Linked DNA regions of Capsicum annuum: region 2 is linked to region 1. Evidence: chromatin contacts called from public Hi-C data. All regions are on one chromosome and are shown on one strand. The core of a region is the stretch at or near the end of the contact, and the rest is flanking DNA. Distances in the headings are between cores, read along the strand shown. Region 1 has its middle 13 kb from the start of LOC107877252. Region 2 holds the start of LOC124900077 (isocitrate lyase).

Region 1 (7,591 bases), core at 3,179-5,678:
AAATGATTTAATTTTGCCCTTGAACTAATCAAAATAGGAAAAACTTATCCTATTTTAATAGTCCTAGAGCAAAATTGAATCATTTTTCTTATTTTAGAATAACTATTAAGAAAAAAAAGATATTTATTGAGCGATTTGCAAGTTGAAGGTTATTTCTTTTAGCCAGAAATGATAGTGGTAAGTCTATTTTTGAGCAAATATAACATAAGGTAAAACTGATCCATTTTAAATAATTTAGAGATATATTTAATCCTTTTTCCATTTAAAATATTACCTGAAGGTTGGATATCGAATTTTGAATTATTCTTAAGTTTTCTATCTCATAGATAGTTGCAAAAATTCAAGTCACTTTGTGTTTAAGATAACTGAAGTTGATGCCAACAGATTCATGAAATCTCATGAAATCTATTATGTATGAAAGTAAAATAACAATATATAAGAACCCTTCGAACTTTATAGTAACTTCAGGTGTTGAGAAAATTCGTATTAAATGTCATTCCACCTCAATTAATTATCACGTATTAACTGTATCTTTGGACGATCAGTTAATCTAATTGCTTAATGAACTGAGCGCAATATTAACACCACACCTCTATAAGGTCGGCACATCATGACTATCAAATTCAAGTCGCTTAATTGGCTACTCTCAAATTTGTTGATATGTAAGTTTTGATATTAATGATATTGGATAACTGTCATATTTCATATGAGATTTTTTAAGATCTAATAATTTATAGTTCTACGATGCAATAGCAATTCTAAAATTCTCGATTTAAGAAAGTCTCATGATATTTCTTCTTTGCTCCAGCACTTTCAAAAATGAAATTCTTCACAATCTAATATTTTATGATTTTAGAATGTGTTTGTAATTTCTAAAATCTTAATTACATGAAATGATTTTCCTTTATATGGTTCTTCAACTTTAAGTGTTATATTCCTCAGGAAATTTTAAAAACTTAATACCTTATGGTTTTAAAGTACGTTGTCTATTTTTAAAACCTTGATAGATCTGGAATTTTTATGACACTAAATTGTCCCCTAGTTTATTTTTGTTAGACATTTAAAATTAATCTTAAAGAAATCTCAAGATAAAGATTAATAATTTAAACCAAACAATAATTTAGAATTGTATAAACTTAAAACAAATATGCAACACTAAATATGCACAAATGAGGATCAAACAGCAAAAATTGCATAAGATAGGAATCAAATGACATAAATTGTATTTTATTTTCTAATTGGACAAGCAATACATTACTTTAAGAATAATATAATTTTCTGAAAGGCTCGAAAATTTTAAATTAGACTAGTAACTTAATTCTTGATCCTTAGGGATTAAAATTGTCTTTATAGCTCAAAAGGAATCTAATAAGTCCACGTCAACCTAAATAATTTGCGCCCTAAAAAATAAAATATGCCACATTATTGGGAAAAGGGGAATAATATACCTTTAATGCATGATGGCAAATATCAAATAAAAAAGGCATAAGCTATAATGAGCCAAACTTAATGACAAAAAAATTTGATTTGATCAACCAAAATAAGAAAATTAAACTTGACTAAATGACTCATGTTGGCTCTTCTTATCATCTAAAATAAAATATTTGATAGTCACATATAATATTGCACTATCAATAGAATTCCAAAGCAGAGTAATATTTGCACACTATGAGAGAGAGAGAAAGATCATTCACAAAAAACAGTTTTCTTTTGCTCCCACCACAAAATGTTTCTGATTATTGCTAAGAAAGAGTTAGATCTTAATAATTTGTTTTCCGAATCAAATAGCACAATTTATAAAATTGCCATCAATTTTCTTACGTAGATGGCCTTAGCCTTTGGACTTATCAAATTAAGAAAGAATATATTTAAATTCGCTGTCGGTGATGCAACCAAGAATCTTGGAGTGGGTTCTGCAGTTCTGCTTTATGATTCTATCCTAATATATAAATAGTTTCATACAAATAAAAGAGGTTTAAATTCAGGTTTATATTTTGTATCTGATTCGAAAACATTATGTTGTTCAAGAAACTATACATTTAACTTGCATCTCGAGTAATTATGGTCCCACGAATCACACGACACCTAACATTTTTGAATTCGGATCTAAAGATTCTCTTGTGCAATTAAATTATGCACCAATCAAATAATACATAGGGTGGTTCAGGTACGATCTGTTAATTTATATATATGCAAACAACTATTTATATACTAATTGTGGCAGAATTTAGGGATAACTCTAGCCATGCTGATTAAGTGCCTAAAACGTGTAGATCACCGGCTAATCCAGAACCTCATATACAGACTTCTTGTCTTTCCTATCAAAACACAAGCCATCTAAGAGTTCAACCTCATCTAAATTTTTTTCAAGTATTATCACCAAATATATATATATATATATATAAAATCAAAAACAGAGGTCATGCATGGATATCTTGATATGGAGGTATGAGAAGTTGACCGTCCAACGAAACCTTGAGGGGATGAAGGGTGAAGTGATTTGATAGAACGTAACGCGACATCAGCTCAATGAAAATCTACAATTTTCTTTTTAAGAAAAAGATATAATTTGCATACAAATATATTTCTTAAATTCTAGGTACACTCAATATATTATTATTGTTTAAAACTTCCCAAAAGCAAAGAACCATTATAGTTTATTTTTTTAACTAAAAGAAACATCACATCATTTCTAATTTCTATATGTCGAGTTGATAAGAGTAGAAAAACCTAATTATAATTTGTGGCTTGCCAACCTACTTTTGTTTTCTATTTGCCACTAACCAATAATGTGGATAAGACCCAAAGACTATGGAACACCCATGTAAATCCAACTACGCATTCCTCAATGACGCCACCAACCGTTCAACAAAATTGACAATGAGAATACATACGTATGGCCTTCGATTCCTCGCTCGCACACCAGGTGGATAACCTTGTTGCACAACACTTGTACACTGTAACCGTGCGCCTCACGTACAAGGGCGGAGCCATCTTTTATTCAGATGTTTATCCAAATTTTTTTCGACGAAAAATTATACTATCTATATACAATTAAAATTATATTTTATTTATGTATTGTAGATGCCCAACTTCTTTCTACTGATTCATATGTTTACTTCTGAACTCGTTCAATAAAAATTCTAATTCCGTCATGATAATTTATCGGCCCATCGGTGGTCAAATTTTGTGTTAAACGGATAAGGTTTTCGGCGGGTGAAGATTCAGGCATTCAGCTATGCTCAGATTTATGTGTTGACTGCCCGTTCCTTTTCAGATCAGACTCTGGTTCAATGTGGTGTTATTATTCCCTCTCTTCAATAATTATTAAAAAAAAAATAATGGCTGATGTAACTATTTTATCGCATTATTCTTAATTTAATATTAGATATTGCAAGATTATGTGGCAAATTAAGTGTAATGGATAAGGTTTTCGGCGGGCGGGAGATCCATGCAATGCTCAAATTTAGACTACTCAAATGTGTTTGTTATTTTCATTCTACATTTTCAGTTGTTCATTTTTTATTTTAAATTATTTAATAATATTTGTTTAATTTATAAAATGAATAAATAATATAATTATTTTTATTTATTTTATCTTTTAATATCAAATACGATTCATTATTTAATATATTTTTAAAATATTAATTTTATTATATTTAAAAAATAATATAATAAAATTATCTCATTATGAAAAGTATTAAATTTTTAATTATTTCATTCTTCAATTCTGGATTATTAATGATCTTGTTTGGATGGTTGTTATCTATCGTTACATTCGGTATATTGTCTGGCGGCGGATCAGATTACCGAAAAAGGCTGTTTAATCTATCAAAAAAATCTGTTTGTAATAACAAAAAATATCACTTCTTCCAACAGGAGTGAAAGAATTCATTTAAGCTTAGTTGTCCCTCTGTAGTAGGATTTGATTTTCCTCGGACACCTACAAAGAAGAGAACACTTTCTTTTTTAATTTACTTTTATTAGGAATCTATAAGCTTCAAATAATATGTAGATAGATTGTAATATTTTTTGTTATTATATAATATCACACGTTAATAATTTAAAAAATAAATAGATGTCGTTTTCGACTGTGCTCTCATGTTTTGATTGGATTTATTTATTTATTTTTTAAAGAAAAAAAACTAAATCATGATAGGGCAGTCATTTATTATGCTCCAGCTAACTAAGTACAGATCTTGAAGTTCAAGTTGTAGAATAGTTCATAATGTGATGAGGAGAATCTCTAATTTCTAAAGGGGCAAATCAAAGGGATCCAAGAGAAGTATCATCATCACTCTTCACCGCATCGCACGAAGAAATTGGCCTTCAGTTTGCTACGCCCTTCACCATACCTCAATATGGTATTACTATATGATTTTTGGAATCAAATTAAAAATATTAGGGATGGCAATTGGGGCAGGTGTGGCGGGGTAGGGCATGCAAGCCTTAATCTACTAAGAATTTAATCTGTCTTGCTCGCTTAGTATTTTGGATTTTATGACACGCAATGATGTACTTTTTTTTTTTTTTAATTAATTGACTCTAGAATAAATTTTCGTTTTTGCTGCATTCTTAAGACGGCTCAGGAATGGGCAGTTGTTCCACTCTTGAAGGAGGGTAAGAAGGGTCAGCTTCGTCTTATTAAGTTCTGCCTCGCTCCGTCCTGCCTTATTTAGTCATTTTTTATTTTTTTTCTCTCTATTTTTAATAAAGAAAATTTACATTCTACGTTAAACGATAATTGTCGATAGGCTGTGAAAAGTTATCTGTTTAAATAGTTAGACAATTTCATTTTATAAATTAAACACTGATGGCCACTTTCTTTTTCTCTACCGCACCTATTGGGCAAAAAAATCACTGAACGTTTGTGTTATTCTTGAATCTTGATCATTAGACGAATACGTAGAAAAAGCTAATTCAAAGTGTTAAAAGAGAGTTAAATTGTCCATCAACATCTCCAACGTTATGAATTTTTTCCAATGCACAATCATTTGTTTGAACTAAATTTTAAAGTATACTCCCTTCGTTTAAAAGAAAATGACGTACTTTTCTTTAGTTTGTTTCAAAAAGAATAATCTCTTTCCTTTTTTGGCGATACTTTAATTTCAACTTACCACATGGTATGTTTAGCACCACAAGATTAAAGGGCATTTTGATACATTTGACACAACTTTAATTTAAGGTCACAAGATTCAAAAGTCTTCTTTATTTTCTTAAATTTTGTGCTAAGTCAAAGTAAGTCATTCTTTTTTAAACGGAGGGAGTATAAAATAGCCAATCAAAACCATAAATGCGCCAACACACGAGAAGATTTAGTTGTTGGTCCACTTTGAAAACTTATTTTGAGAAATAAATATCATTTTATTTTTTATTTAAATTTTTAGAGTTTTGAATAAAGTGGTGAGGTATGGGTTAAAGTGTTTAAAAGAAAAAACTTTTTGTCACCCCTTATGTATTTATTAAATACTTTTTTAACCTCACTTTTTCATTAAATACCAAATTTTTTTCTCTCTCCTCTTCTCTCCTCACTCTCTCGTCTCTCCCGCTTCTTCTCACCTTTCCACCATTTTTCATTTTCTAGGTTGTTTAAAGCTTGAAGAACTTCGATCTTCAACTTCAGGTAAGTTATATTCATCTCCTGGGTAATTTGTGCTCCATATTGATGGGGTTTTTTCATTTTTTTTGGTGTTTTTGTTTCTGTTGATTATGGTTGGGGTTAACAAAATTGATTTTTTTAAAAAACGGGGCTTGATTTTATTGAAATTGGTTGTTTTTAGTTGGTATTTATTTGATTATTGATGGATAATTGGTGTATATAGATTATCTTTGGTGATTGCATGTTGAAATTTTTTTGCTAATTTTATCGGAATGTACAAAGAAATGTGATTTTTGTTCAAACTTTTATTCAATATAATGGTATTGTAGAAGCATGTTCATATTGGGGATTCCTTGGTTTGAATCATACTCGTATTATGTATTTAAACGAAAAAATTGATGTTTTTTTGAAAAAATAGGGCTTGATTTTACTTAAAATTTGTGTTTTTAAGTTGTTATTGGTTTGATTGTGCATTACTTTTGTTGGATTTTTATTTCCCTCAATGATTGCATTGAGATTTTTTTTCTAATTTTTCTCGATTTTTGTGCTAAAAATCTGGGTTCCTTCCTGTTTTTGTTCAATATAATGATGATTTAGATGCATGTTCTTGTGAGTGATGAAATTGTTTTAGAAGAAATTTTGTTGTTCTGCAAATATGCATTTGGTGCTGCAGCTGCTGTCAAGTTAATAGACTGTTAGGTCGATTTGGTATTGTATTTGCTGTTATAGTTGAGAAATGTTATTTTTTGTTCGTAGAACATAAAAAATGGCTAGAGGTAACAAACGCAAGGCTGTAGAAGTTGAGAGATCCAAGAAAAGAAAAAAAATGAGTAGTCGATGAATCGGATAATAAAAATTGGAGCGAGGAAGCTGTTGAAGCTTCGGTTCAAGATGAGCCGGAGGAAATAGAAATTGAGCCTAGGATAGATGAGGAAGCATTGATCATGCCCCACTGTGCAAGGTTTATTTCGGCTGAGAGGTACGACCTCGCCATAGTCATGGATGATGTCGGATCATTTTCTGCTAAGATATTCGTTTGGTCCCATTTGAAAATATTTTATGAATTCATACAAGTCGTGATTGATCAACGTCTGAAGTCTAGGTTTAAGAATTCCTATTTTGGTGATTTATGGGACTTACCAGAACATATGAAGTTCAACGGACAGCTTGTCCACTATACACTTCTTCGCCGAGTTGAATTGGACAACAAACTGCATAAAATGTGGTTATACATCAATGACAGGCCTGCATGATTTGGCTTGAAGAAGTTTTCGCTAATCACGAATTTAAATTGTGGGCGTTATCTCCGTGATTCAAAATATGTCAAAGCGATATAGGAGAGTGAAACTTTTTTTAAAAAGATTGCGAAAAAGAGGAGTGTAAATACGAAGAGATTATTGAAGCTTATTAGAGGTGGGAGGCTGGACAAGAAGGACAAGTTCAAATATTGCTTGGTTTGGTTCGTGCATTACATATTGCTTGCACGTGATTTGTCAAAAATCGTGAACATAGACACCATCAAGATGGTGGATAACTTGCTTCTTTGAGAGATACCCTTGCGGTAAGGAGTCATTTTCATTGACTCTAGACTATTTACAGAAACGGATAGACTTCAGCAAGCAGAAGAATACATTTGTGACAAAGGGAGTTTCATCGTACGCGCTTTACGAATTTCCCTGAGCATTTATGATATTTATTATAAACCATTGAAGTAGTTTATTATATACTGTAATTCATCTATAGTGTCTATACTATACTGACTCAGTTATATATATATATATATATATATATTATTGCAGATTTGGATATACGAAGTCTTTTCCGCGCTCGGTAGGGAAAATGATAAATCAACTGAAGACCCGCTGCCCATTCTCCGATTGCTTAGATGACACACCTTAAAAGGCGATAAACTAATCGAAGGTGATCCATATTTGAATAGATGGAGCACAAAGGTATGAAACTATTTTTCCGTAGAGTACTTTAACCCAGTGA
Region 2 (7,591 bases), core at 2,630-5,129, 52 kb before region 1:
TATTGATTACCACTGTACTCTAACCTATTGATTACCCTGTATTTATAGGTGATAATTTTACTTATTATGAACATGGTTGGTGCGCAAAATCGTTTCTCCTAGCAGATACTAGTGATTTTGTAAGCGTATTTACTGGGTAATTGTGTTATAAGAGGTTATAATAGAGTTGCTTAGTACATTTTAACTTAGGTACGCTAATTTTTACACTATCGAGTTAGTATAACATGTTGTAACAAGTTGTTTGTCTTATGTATGTAACTAGTTCCACATATTATGAACTGTTACATGTAGTTATTTTTTAAGCGCTGCAATATGTTAAATAATACTATCTCTTTGGTAAAGTAGCAGCATGTCTTGTTAGAAAATCCAAACGGATATCAGATTTGTCAAACAACATTTGCTCTTAATTAAGTGCTTAATTTTTGGTTTGGTTCAATTTGTTCCTTTGTATTTCCAGGTAAGATGTGCAGTGGACCATGTTAATATGGGTACAGATGCACTTCAAACTGCAAAGAGCTTGCAGAAAAAATCAAGAAAATGCATGATGATTGCCATAATTTTGCTTCTCATTATCGCGGGCGTTATCGTTCTCTCTGTGATCAAACCTTGGAAGAAGTAACTATCAGTAGATAATCAACATTACTTGCTGTGGATTTATTTTCTTAATGTATGTTCATTTTCTGTGCCACTTACAATGTTTCCTCTTTTTTGTTCCATGTATGTTCTTTTTTCTTCTCTAGTTGTATCTTTCCTGTATCTAATAAGTTGCAAGTATTATATGGAATAATAAGATTCAACAGATAATTCTTTGCATCACTCTTTGGGATCTAAACTTCAGCTATTTGGTTTACATAAAACTGCAAATGAACACAATTATTGTCTCATACCTAACTTCAGACAGGGGAACAACAGTCTGCAAGATATCTAAATGAGAGTTGATTAGCACCCAATGAGGTAAGACCTTTTTTCATTTGTTTTATGACAGAAAAATTCATATGGAGCCAATCCTTTGGGCCAACCACATCCACCCTCTAACATTTGCCCCTTAAAAACTGAACTTAGTTTGCTTGACACTGATCTTGAACTTGTGACTTGAGACACAAGTCCCTCAACCTTCGCCCATTGAGCTAACCCCCGGGGCATAATGAGGTAAGGTCTTTGCTTCGCATCTTCTGTTATTTGAGCTATTAGTGTAGATTTCAGAGAGTTTGAATGGAAATTTTGGAGAAACTAAGTTAATTAGATTGAACAGCTTAGTAAAAGCATCAACAAATTCATTAAGCAGCAACTGGAAACTCTAGTGAAACTCAAGTCCAAATAGAGATGAAGATACAAATGATAACTACTAGGCAATTTGAAGGCCAAAATAATGTCCAAAATGATTCAAATCCCTGAAAAATTATTCAAAAAAACAACTGAAAAATCTTATTGTACTTGAAATCCACAACTTAAAAATTGAGATTGTTCAAAGCTCCACACATCTTCATGCTCCAAAAGAACTCCTCTTTTTGTTTTCTTTTTTTGTTTTTACATCCTCGACTTTGCAACCACCATACTTCCATCACCCAAGTTTGTTGTTCCAGTCCTTGTCCATTTTTCCTCAAATTGCTCTTCTGTCACTCCTGCAATTACCATATTGCAGATACTTTGTTACTAATAAGTCTTATCTAAGTTTAAATATTATTTACTGACATGTAAAAAATGCGTAAAATTTAAAAGGGTAGATTTTTATACCTTTGCCCATAGCAGCAGTAGAGGTGATTCCTCCCTGGACAGTCCTTAGAACTCTGTCATAGTAATTAGCACCAGACCATTTCTGATGTGCCAATGTGTCAACACCATTGCTCCTCTCCTCTCTTTGTATCTTCTCCACGTAGGCCAGCATTCCCCTCCTGGCGAAATCCTTAGCAAACGTGTCGACGATGAGTGCATCAGCATGGAAACCAGCTAGAGTAATGAACTGCCAGCAATAGCCCAACTTGGCTATTCTTGGAATGAAATCCATCATTTGGTTGTCGTTCATTCCGGATGCATCCCAATTGAATGATGGAGACAGATTGTAAGCCAACATCAGCTCAGGCCTCTGAGACTTCACTCCCTCAGCAAATTTTGTGCATTCCACCATATCAGGACTTGAAGTCTCCATCCAGACTAGATCAGCGTGGTGAGCGAATGCCCACCCACGAACAATTGCAGCCTCTACTGAACCCTTAAACCTGTAGAACCCTTCTCTGGTTCTTGGCAAGTCCCAGTCCCAGAAAAGATTTGGAAGGCCAAGTCTTTCAACAATCTCCCTGGCTTGTTCATGGGAAAGACATTTTTCATAGCTTGAATGATTCATCCACTCGTTCAATCTCCTCTTCTTCTCGTACTCCCCGAGGTTCATTTTGTTGATTGCATCCACGACACATTGAGAAAATGTCTTGAGCTCAGCCATTGCCAGCCAGTTATCCTCAATGGCTTGAAGTTCAGGCCCACTTTTGCCTGCAGCCATAGCTTCAGACATAAGAGTGGCCAAACTCTTGCCCTTGAGATTCGGGTTAGAAACGCCCAAAATGAACTGGTGATCCCTTGTGTCCACATTGGTTTGGATCAATGTGGCTGCCACGGCATCAGTACGAGCCACGAGAACCGTCTCGGTCCCCATGACATCAAACTGCAACCTTGCAGCCACAAGCCTGTTAATGTGTTCACTGATGGCAACAAGAACTTTGCCAGCCATGTGACCACATTTCTTGGTAACAGAAGATTGATCCTCAATGTGGACACCAGCAGCACCGCGCTCCACGAAAAGCTTGCAGAGCTTGACAGTGGCAGTTGCACCACCAAAGCCAGTGTCACCATCAGCAATGATAGGCTGCAAGTAATCAATAAAAGGGGTTCTAGCCCTCTCCTCTCTGCTCATGCTCATCCTGGCTTCCCTTTGTTTCCTATCATGATACTGTTGTGCGAAAAACAAATGTTCGACTTTGTTAGGAACAGTGTCATAAGGGTAATCAGCAAGATCCGGACCTGGTTCATTGGTGCTAGTGTGGGTGGAAGAACACTGCCAGCCAGAGACATAGATGCTGTCCAAATGCTTAGCCATCATGGTGACTTGAACAGGGTCAAGTGCACCAAAAGTCCTTGAAGCAGTGCCATTGGCTTGGTGATTCTTGAGTGTCCTCCACAGCTTCTTGGCTAACTCATTGGATGCATAGCTTTGCCTCATAGTTCCTCTTAGTGACACCACATCCCTGGCTGAATATGGCCTCTTGGTTAGCCTGAACCTCTCTGAGTTCCACCATGCTTGCACCTCTGCTACCTCTGCCTCAAATCTCCTCTCTTCTTCCATGATCTGTTACATGCAAAATTCCACAAATAATTACTAAGCAAAAAAGAATAAATGAATAAATGACACAGCAACAACAAATTGAATATCTCATTTTGAAGATATATTTGTGCATGTCGCTCCATTTAAATTCGTCTCAGTATAAAAAAGATTAAGCATAAAGAAAAGATGGTAAGATGATCTTACCATTGAAGGAACTGAGAAAGATGCAGCCATGGCTAGAACTCTAAATATATTTTTTTTGTTTGTATATCTATACAATTGCTATGATGAATTGTTTATGCAATGAGGTATGGCAAGGACCCTCAATTTATAGTACTCAAGATAGAGGTATGGTTCTTAAAAATGATGCCAATTGCCAAAGGAAGGATAAGAAAAATAAATAAAAAACTAAAAATCCAATAATTTTCCACATCATTTTTCCAAATAATTTAGACCTTATCTCTAGTATTTACTTATCTTGACGGAGATAGAGCTGATGCATTGCAAAAAAAAGAGGTGTTGATATCGAGGCAATGGCGTTTTCTATCCATGACAAATTTCGCAACTGTGTTTGTCCATTTCCTCTTTAGGATGACCTCACTTTTTTATTTTGATTTTTAATTTCGTGTTTGGTATTTATATTGGAGTCTCGATTGGTTCAGATCATGCACTGTATATTTTGAGGGTGACGCTTTCAACAAAATTTTCTCTTTACTCAAATTCGACCTCAAAATCTCTGATTAAGAGTGAGTAATTCAACCGCACAACAACCCATGTCGGCCATTTCCTTTTTTGGGCTGATCTCACTTTTTCATAATGATAGTTAAACCACTTCTGTTTTTATAATTAAATTGTTGTTCTTGCACCATGCCACCTTTTCCTTTGGTTTTCTAATCCTATGAGCCAGTAGATCCGGAAGTAGCTGGATTGTTTTACTGAACAACAAAAATTAATCAAATGGTTTCAAGAGGAGGTGGATTGCAGTTTAATACTAGATTCGGTAGAATCCAATAATTTTAATTAAAGTTTTGTGTTTGTATTAAAATACATTAAAAATGTATAAGTGGTTTATCGAAAGACTCAATAAGTTGTTATTAAAATTTAAATTCTTTTAAATGATCTCTCAATTAATAGAGATTTTTTTCTCGAATCACCTTTCTTTTTTATCAAAATTTTCAATAAAGAAAATAATTTTTTAAAATAATAAATAATAATTGAGTGACTATGTGAGAAATCAACTCAATAAAATTGCATGTGCGATTTCATTCTTCATGCACGAAGAGTCTAAAGTGAAATTGTGCTATAATTCATCATATAGTTAGTGAAGGTTTTTAATAATTACTACAATTTATTTGCTTCTTTCTTTCATATATATGCATCATTTATTTTAAAAAAAGACTAATTTTTCGAATCTGGCATTTTTGTAAAATTTTCAATATCCAGTACAATGTTCCATCAGATGTTTATGAGACGACGCACATGTTTGTTGGGTATTTGCAATGATACCTTTTTCATAAATATTCAGTTGACGATCTAGTGATATTTATATGAATATGACATTTATAAATTGTGTGACATTTCTTTCTTTTAGCGGGGACAGCCATTTAGTTGAGCATTTAAGTCCGAAAAAATATCTAAGAATCGTAACAATTCTGAATATTCTATCAAAGTGACTTTTATACTTTTAGCACATAAAAAGTCATCTAATCTTTGGAATCAAAATTCTATGAAAGTCACTTTTATGTTTTTTAGGACAATAAAATGATCCAATTATTATCTTTGGACTCAAAAATACAAGACACGTATTTGACATACCATAACATATTAATATTTTTTTTGGATAACAAAACTTGTTTAACCCATGATTATTTTCTTTTAGCATCTTGTTTGGATCTTGGAATCTGTTTTTTAGTACTCATTTACAGTGATTTACTGTTGATTGTAAAATGGAATAACTATCAGTTAAAAGATGAATGATTTCGGTTTACAATCAAAAGTGGACTAAAATTCAAGTCATTTTGTCACACTGAAAATTACTAAATAATTTCACATTACTAATTATTATTTTCTGCTTGAAGCGAATAACAAATAAACATAGTATTATTTGAAGTTGCCGATTCATATGTTCAGTGCAAGGGAGAACTCTAATAGCTGGAAGTGAAATGTTTTACATTTGTCTTCATACTTCACTCTACTTAAAATATCGATTTTATATAGATGATAAATAATGGTTAAGCAACAATGTTTGCAATAGAATTGAGATTTGTTAGTTATACTATGAAATTAGATTTTTCCAAAAATAATTATATCATTAAATGTCAATATTTATTTTGTTCTCCAACTGGGTTATAAAAGTAGAATTTTCGACCTGAATCTAAATTATATAAATTTTAATATGAATATCAAATACTAAATTAGAAACTAGAAGGAAAATGATAATAGGGCTCGGGAAAGAACACCAATAATTCGTCATGGTCAATAACATTATTAAAGAAGTTCAATGATATCATGGATACTACATCAAGAATGATTAAGCTGAAGATTTAAAGTAACCTTTTATCTTATTGGGTGAATAGATGGGTAGAGTACTATAAGTTAAATGTGCTGATATTGTTTAAAAATAGGAATTGATTAATATGCTATGGCATGTCAATTATGTGGCTTGTATTTTTGGGGTTAGATAGAAGATAATAATTGGATGACCTTCTTATTCTAGAAAGAACACAAGTAACTTTTAATAAAATAATTTCTAAGTTTGAATGATTTTGTTATCCTAAAAAGGTAAAAGTAATTTTGACAATATATTTTTCTATAAATTAAATTGAGTGACCATTCAAAAGAATAACTCCAATTTTTTTCCCAGTTTTGGCAAGACAGCAAAATAAATCATACTGCTGAATTATTATTATTTAAAAAAAAAAATGCAGTTTGGCATACTTCTATCATTCTTACAACTCTAGGTATACATAACAGATTTTGCGTAACTCTAAAAAAATAATTGGGGTGTAACTTTACTAATATATTCCTTAATTATTGTTTATTTTTGCGTCTTTTAATTTTAAAATAACTAATACTAAAAGATAAAGTTGGAAATAATTAATTCTCTTTTAATATTTTTTTTTTAAAAAAAGGCAAAATATACCCCTGAATTTTTTAAAATGGTATGCAAATATTCTTCATTATAGTTTTAGATTGTTAATGCCCTTGCCGGCATACTTTTGGGTCATATATATTTTCAACCTTTAAAAATGGTGTGTAAATATCGTTCATTATACTTTTAATTTGTCAATGCTCTTACATTCATGCTCTTGGACCATATTAAGTTACTTGGTGAGACACGTAGCATTATAACTATACTAGTTTAAGTGTACGCGTCTCGCGCGTGTACTTCACTTTATTGATCAGTTCAAACATTACACTAATCTAGACATGTAACCGAATTAAGTTAGATGAGCATCAATCATATTTTTTCAATAAGTAAATTGATTTCTTCGTTAGTTTAACGTGCATCTCAATATTTATAGAAGTATTTCCTTAATAGAGTCCTATTTTAGGAGTATTTTTCTATCCTATTAGGAATATTTTTCTAATTGATCAGTACAAAGAAAAATATTAATTGATTCTCCTTCCATATATTTTAGGAGTCTAGTTAATATAATAAAAATAATTAAATAATAAATTAAAGAAAATAATGAAAAGACAGTTTTGTCTAAAGAGTGATATTTTAATGAAGGACAAAAAGTTCAAATAGCTTTTTATGGGTCTTCACACTTTTAATATATACTAGTTAAGGGTACGCGCCCTGCGCGTGTACCTCGCTTTAATGTGTTCAATTTTATAAAATTACTTCGATATTATAAAAGAAATATGTCTTGATTAATAAGTTAGATAAATTGACGATTTTATTAAATACGAAAAACACTTAAATAGAAAATTAATATATTCATACAAAACCATATAAAAGTATTAAAAACCATTTTAATCTAAACTAAGAAAATCTACCAAGGCTATAGAATGATTCAAAAAAAAAAAAAAGCTTTAAAATCTTTCTCGAAATGACATATGAAGCAATTCATATGTTGTTAGAAAGTGTTGGGTCGAAGACAACGAATTAATATTTTCACTATTATAATATAAAATAATATGCTATTTATAGAATTATTTAAAGTATTTCTATTAGACACTTTGAATTTTGAAAAATTATTTTTTTTCTTATCTTCACATGTCTCTTAAATGTTTGTGTTAAAACACATTAAAATGTAACAATATGAACACTTT

The links. A called contact is a pair of places that touch in the nucleus more often than the background predicts.
Region 2: a contact with region 1 is called in a Hi-C map of leaf, with 2.3 times the contacts expected there. The contact joins the promoter of LOC124900077 here to the enhancer-like site in region 1. A contact is called at or near these places in 2 of 5 Hi-C or Micro-C datasets (leaf and placenta).

The regions. Positions count from the first base shown.
Region 1 is chr7:193,572,883-193,580,473 of UCD10Xv1.1, reverse strand. No RefSeq gene overlaps it. Among protein-coding and RNA genes, the nearest start is that of LOC107877252, 13 kb to the left of the region's middle. Within about 2 kb of position 4,428, at least 3 of the 5 cell types and tissues checked have an H3K27ac peak or open chromatin away from gene starts, as enhancers often do. A contact at or near this core is called in leaf, where this site is marked.
Region 2 is chr7:193,624,587-193,632,177 of UCD10Xv1.1, reverse strand. LOC124900077 (isocitrate lyase) reads right to left here and starts at 3,879. Exons shown (of 3, transcript XM_047415316.1): 1 at 3,518-3,879; 2 at 1,735-3,337; 3 at 1,258-1,622. The coding sequence starts at 3,547. The coding sequence ends at 1,528. It overlaps LOC107852786 (syntaxin-132-like), which reads left to right. Exons shown (of 12, transcript XM_047415318.1): 12 at 458-804. The coding sequence ends at 619.